Linked DNA regions of Sus scrofa: region 1 is linked to region 2. The links are chromatin contacts, called in public HiChIP or PLAC-seq maps. All regions are on one chromosome and are shown on one strand. Each heading gives the region's core, a stretch centred on a gene start, on an enhancer-like site or on the middle of the called end of the contact. The rest is flanking DNA. Distances are from core to core; before and after follow the strand shown.

Region 1 (3,050 bases), core at 246-2,745, 120 kb after region 2:
CCACAGCCGCAGCAATGCAGGATCCAATCCGCCTCTAAGACTTACATTACAGCTCACGGCAATGCTGGATCCTCAACCCACTGATGGAGGCCAGGGATCAAACCCGCATCCTCATGGATACCAGTCGGGTTCGCTAACGATGGGCCACGATGGGAACTCCTGGCACATGTGAATTATATCTCAAAAACAAAACCGATTTTTACTACAGCAGTTCTGTAATATTTCTAAGTGAGAAACATCCTAAATATCTAGCAGCAGATGAATTAAGACACTACTGGACTGTAGCGTGGAAAATGCCAACGCCACTGATTTGGAAAACCCAACATAAAACGGCCCCTTACAGGGGGCTTGCTAGGCCCACCCTGAGTTGATACTTCTAAACTCTACCTTACAAGTGAGGATTGGAGGACTAGGCACCGGACCCAGAAAGACATAGTATTTGATGGGAAAGGAATTCCACCCCTGCTGGTCTGGCCTCGGGGCTTCATCACCCACACATACCACCTCAACTACAATTTCCAGCTACTTAAAACTAGAGTTTGGGGCTTTGGAATTTTGATTCCTCCTATTAGTTGTCATCTCCATTTTTTTTCCTTCTTGCTGTCTGATGCACAGGACAAAGGGCTAGGGACGGTCCCATGCCTGTCCAGGGGAAGGGGGTGTCATGTTTTCTGAGGTCAACTGGAGGCTTCCCAGACACCGCGAACGCCAAAATGGAAGGGGAGACTTGATCACCAGCGCGGCTCGGTGCGGAGGTGAAATCGGGAAGCTTGGGTTCATCCGGCGGCTCCACCGCTCATTAGTTCGTGAGTTACCTCGGATAAGTGACAACCTCTCTAGGGCTCTTTAGTCTAAGGTACTTCCACCCACCTCACAGAGCTGGTGTATAGAAAGCTTAGTGCTTGTAAAGCGGTCAGCAGAGCCCAGCACTCAGGCGCCCATGTTCGCTGCTATACTGACCTGCCTGAAAAAGTTCTCAACCTGAACTTTCAGGTAAACCGCCAACAAGCGCCCGCAGCCCAGCCACTGACAGGTTGTTGGGTGGCACGTTGACTTCAGGATTTAGAAAAACGCTCCTTCACGTCAGACTCCAGCGGCGACACTCAGAGTTCCCCTCCCACAAGGCAAGCGAGCTCCACGCGCGCACCAATCCCACCCGGCGGGAGCTCGCCGGCCCAGCCCCCCACCCACGCCACGGTCAGGCCGGCGTTCCACGTGCTCTGCTCCTCCCCGCCCCTTTCTCGGGCCTTCCCCCCACGCCCTATCCCTCCCGAATTCTGTCGCGGGAGCAGCAGCTGGCCCCGGACCAACGCCAACGATCACTCCAGTCAGCTCAGACTTACTTGATCAGAGGGTCCCTTCCGGCTCTCCCTCGGGCCCAGGATCAGCAGAAGTGGGGACTAAGCGTGCAAGGACCCGGAAAGACCGAGGCGTAGCGTCCGCCAGTTAGTTGCGTCGGTTTTCATGTTGTCGCAGCGGATAGGGCCTTGGCGGCCGCCCCTTCCTTCTCATTGGACACGTCTTCTGACTGTCTATGGCAATAGGATGGATCTCAGGGAGGGGGCGGGGATTGAGGCCTCGGCTCCGCCCCAGACCTGGCTGGGAAGCTGAGAATCGGCGGCAGGCGTGACTGGGCTCGGCGCTTTTGGGGCGGGGCCATGCACGTTTGGGGCGGGACCTCGCGCGTTTGGGGCGGGGCCGGGCGTGCTTTGGGGCCGGGTCCGACCCGCGGGCGCGGGAGCCTTGAGTTCAAACCTAGGGCGCTCTGAGGCTGCCTCTTCCGAAGCGGTGGGTACCTCGCCCAGCACCGGGTATTTTCTCTGTCCAAGCCGGTTGATCCAGCTCAGGAAAGTCCTCTTGCCGCTCTGGACCACTGTCTATAAACCTGAGACTTAGGGAGGAGGAAGGATTTTGGAGAGGGCGAAGGAGGCTCTGAGGTGAGTGAGAGAAAAAGGAACAGGTGTTGACGTGTGTGTTCATGACCTCTGGTCGCTGAGGCTGCTGACCCTTGATCTGCGTGGCTTCAAGGTGCAGAGGAGCGTGCCCTGAATTTCAGTCAGGAGATCTTGGTTCTGGGTCTAGTTCTGTTTCCTTCTTGCTGTGACCTAGGGCGAGTCTTTTCCCTTTCTGGGCCTTGATTTCTTCTGTTGAAACAAGGAAAGTCGATCAAACGTTGTGATATTCTCTCTAGCGCAGTTTGTTCATACGACGAATATTTCCAGAAGGGTCTCTGCGTGTGCTCGTTCTCGGAATCGCTGACAGCGGTCAGATCCGAAAGGAAAATGGAAGCCTGTGGTGGGCATTTGACGGGAAGTGACAGTTTTGTGAGGAAAGCTGCGTTCAAATGGGCCAGGCTTGGTTGTCGCCAGGAGCCGGCCTGGCACACCTTGTGCCCTGTTAACCCAGGCCCCTGTGAGTGGCGGGATCCATCAGAAAATAGGTTGTGGGGTTTATCAGTTGTACCCATGTGTGAAAGCATTTCATTCAATAACAAGGAAGGTAGAATGTCGCCTCTCAAGAATTTTATATAAAAAAGGGTGTGGAATGGGAAGAGATGATGAGAAGCCAGGACAGCCAGAATAAAGGACAGTTTCATGAAGCTTGAGCTGCCTGGAAGAGAAAGCAGAGAAATTCTAAGCTAAACAAGCTGACTGGACGCTTGTTGAAGGAATAGTGAGGCGTTCGTTTTGACTGCACCGGAGGGGAGTCTTGGAAGCAAAACAGGCAGAAAAGTTGGGTCAAATGTCAAGGGTAAGGAGCTCGCAGAGGGGAGCCTCTGAAGGTTTGAGAGTTGGGGAGTGATAAGACTAGAGCTTTGCTTTGTGGCAATCACCTGGGCAGCTCTGGAGAAGACTCTGGAAAGATTGGGGAAGTCAGCTGAGCCTTCTTAGAAGCATATTGCAGCCTCAGTCCCTGTGAAAGATAGGGCTGAACCAGAGTGGTGGCAGCTGGAATGGAAAAGAGGGGCCAGACTTTTTTCAGAGCTGGGGACCATCTGGGAGACCTGAGGAACTCTGTGGGAGGAGTCAGTTGGGATTCCTTGCTGAAGA
Region 2 (3,187 bases), core at 449-2,948:
ATTAATCTCCCAAATTACCTAGTGTGGCTATAGTATTCTTCATTTACAGAAAAAGCAGCTAACTTGTCCAAAGAAACACAATAAGGGACTCCAAGGTCTCTACTATCCTGAAATTACCAATCCAAAGGCTCTTTCGCTTATCACAATGCCTCTTTCTAGTAGTAACATACCAACAATTAACTTTGACTTTATTTATAAAAGTCTATCCAGAGTACACTGGAAAATGTTAGAGTCAGGGTCAGCCTCCTATGTCACTTTTGAAAATCCTCAAATAACAAGTAACAGTCAATAGGGATTAAACACTTACTAGGTTAGTTGGGCACTGCACTAAGGACTTTACATACGGTTTTCTCAATTAATTCCCAATCCCAATAATCTATGAGGTGGATAATAGTTAATAATCTTCATTTTACAGGTGAAGAAAACCAAGGCTTTAAGTTAAATTAAGTAGAATGGCACAGTATCTAACTTAATCGTGAGGAACTGATGACCAACTGAATGTCTTTGTAGGCCTTTGAATATTTTTAGAAATTAAAGCTCTCAAAACAATATAAAAATTGTTTATAAACTACTGCCAACTACCCAAATTCACAGTACTTCAAACTAGAGCAGTCTGGTGCAAGAGAAGTCCAATCTCCTCCCCCCTTTGGATCTGCTCCACTCTGTCCAATATTAAAATGGCTCTTCCATGGCTATATAAATCCATACTACATAACTTCGAAATAATCTTCACACTCCTATAACTATTTCGAAAAAACGCATTTAAAAAGTAGTACTGAAGAGCAAAGAAGGACGAGAACTAAGTAACGTATTTTAATGTGGAGCTTGGTCATCCCTGAGAATCAATGGGGATACAGTTTACGGGAACCTCCAGTGGAGGAAGGGGGCAGGACCACAACACTCATCACAATCTTAGACAGGCAAACCAACCAAGGGAGTGCTAGAAAAGGTGAGCAGTAGCTAAATTCTGGGCGGGGAGAGGGGGAGCAGTTCACTCGGTGGCGGGCTTTAGATGACCAAAGGGGAAGGGAAAGAAATCAGTTGGTGACCAGCTCCTCGCTGAAAAGGGTGGGTGCTGGCCGGCTTCTAGGCAGAGCCCGGTGCAAACCTATCCCAGGCCCAGAATATCTACCGTAGGGCTTCCGCAGGCTCGGGTTAGAAAGGGACCAAAGAGACGAGCTCCCCAGGGGCCGACCGATCGTTTTGTGGTAAACGTGGAGCCCAGAATGGGCCGAGGCCACTCTGTGGCGGGCCGTGAAAAGGAAAGTGAGGAGCAATGCAAGGAGGAAGGCTCTGGCAATAGGTCCGGCGTCCCCAGGCTACAGCTGGGCCCACTGGTTTTCGAGGCCTTAGAGAAGTGGAGAAACCTAAGCCTCGTGCCCGTCCCCTCCCCCACCCAACCCCCCCCCCAATCCCCATCCCACCCGGCCTTTTCGCAGCCTCCCCGGCGGCTTTCCCTTCTCCGCCAGCCAAACTACCCCGTCTCCCGGTTTCCACACGCGTTGAGAGGCGTGAACTCACCCGCCGCTGAGAAAACGGTACTGTCTTCGCGGCCTTGTGGGCCCCAGGTTACGAGTGGGCTCCACCGGTTCGAGGTTTCTGCGCACCGCTCGCCGGGAGATTGGTTCCGAGACTCCTACTCGCACAGGCCGCAAACACAGCCGCGCAGCGCGGGGAGCTTCTGGAGGTCTTCCTATTGCCCGGCGTGCACTGCGGCTGAGGGAGTGGAGAGGAAGATCATAGAGAGGAGCGTTCTAGATAGTCTTCACTGTAGGCTCTGAATCAGCGGCGAACAACCAAAGAGAAGGCGCGCCTAGTGAGGGCTAGAAAGGCTTAAACTGTAAATTAAGACCCACCCTGCCATTTTTGATTGGAGCTGATTGAATCTTATGATTAGGCGACGCCATCTTGAGGTCAAGGTTCCGGCTGGACCCTGCCCGAGGACTGTTAGAGGATTTCTCGATTTTTGTAGTTTGTGTTTCGAGGTTAGAACCTTGTTTTGTGGCTCACTGAAGTTCGATGGACTGATAACCCAGCACCTCCGTAGAAACCCCAAGTGTTAATGTTTCCTTAGAAAACAGCTACTCTTGATACCAAGAGATAGGGCAAGGGGTGATTTTTTTTCAAAAAATGGAAACACACACACCTCCAATACACAGCTTTCGCGCCCTAAACGAGCCAAAAAACATTGCTTGAAATTCCTGAAACGGCCTTTAAATTTAATACAGCTTTCATTCTGTAATGTAAACGTGCTAAAAAGATTATTAAACTAATGGAAATGAACTAATCACAAAAGATTAGGTTCTTCAGTTGATGGACTGTATGGTTAGTATCTATTTACAGGCCTTTGTTTCCTAACTGCTTACTTCTCAGAAGGATTATAATTTATTCAGTATGCAGTCATTGTCTCCCTTAAGTGCCTGGTGCTGGAAATATGGAGGTAAATAGGAGTGATGTTGTTGTTGTTTGGAAGAGCTGCAAACAAAGCAGAAGAGGTGACAGACTCTGACTACTGCCTATAAAATTGATCCTACCTACACACTCCCCACCTGCGTTTCCTGTTTAATTTTACTCTATAACACTTACAACCATCTACTCTATCATTTTCTTATGGTTTGTCTGCCCATATGCCACTAAAATGTAAACTTAAGGAGTGCCAGTATTGTCTGTTTTGTTCACTCCTGAGTTTCCCCGGTTCCAAGAACAACGCCTGATACATAGCAATAAATATATAGCTGATTGAAAGAAACGAATATACACCGGTATCAACAGAACATAAAATGCAATGGGAGGGAGTACCCGTCATGGTGCAGCAGAAACGAATCCAACTAGGAACCATGAGGTTGTGGGTTGAATCCCTGGCTTCACGCAGTGGGTTAAAGATCCAGCATTGCTGTGAGCTGTGGTGTGGGTCGCAGATGCGGCTCAGATCTGGCGTGGCTGTGGCGTAGGCCGGCGGCTATAGCTCTGATTAGACCCCTAGCCTGGGAACCTCCATATACTGCGGGTGTGGCCCTAAAAAGACAAAAGACAAAAAAAAAAAAAAAAAAGCAATGGGAGACTAATAGGAAAGGCTGTAACAGTACCACCGTTTGTAAAATAACGTCCTGCATTTCTGCTTGCTGGGTTTATTACCATTAAGACAGACCAATAATTACTCCTCTGAGCTATTGCAAGGATCAAATTA

What was found. HiChIP or PLAC-seq counts read pairs in DNA pulled down with a chosen protein or histone mark.
Region 1: an H3K27ac HiChIP or PLAC-seq map of alveolar macrophages shows a contact between it and region 2. The contact joins the promoter of DCAF4 here to the promoter of RBM25 in region 2. A contact is called at or near these places in 1 of 5 promoter capture datasets (liver), 5 of 47 Hi-C or Micro-C datasets (embryonic fibroblasts, heart right ventricle, liver and 1 more) and 1 of 2 datasets of contacts at active chromatin or transcription factors (alveolar macrophages).

What each region holds. Positions count from the first base shown.
Region 1 is chr7:96,287,205-96,290,254 of Sscrofa11.1, reverse strand. It overlaps DCAF4 (DDB1- and CUL4-associated factor 4), which reads right to left and starts at 1,495. Exons shown (of 14, transcript XM_001928868.4): 1 at 1,344-1,495.
Region 2 is chr7:96,405,173-96,408,359 of Sscrofa11.1, reverse strand. RBM25 (RNA binding motif protein 25) reads right to left here and starts at 1,698. Exons shown (of 13, transcript NM_001243829.1): 1 at 1,522-1,698.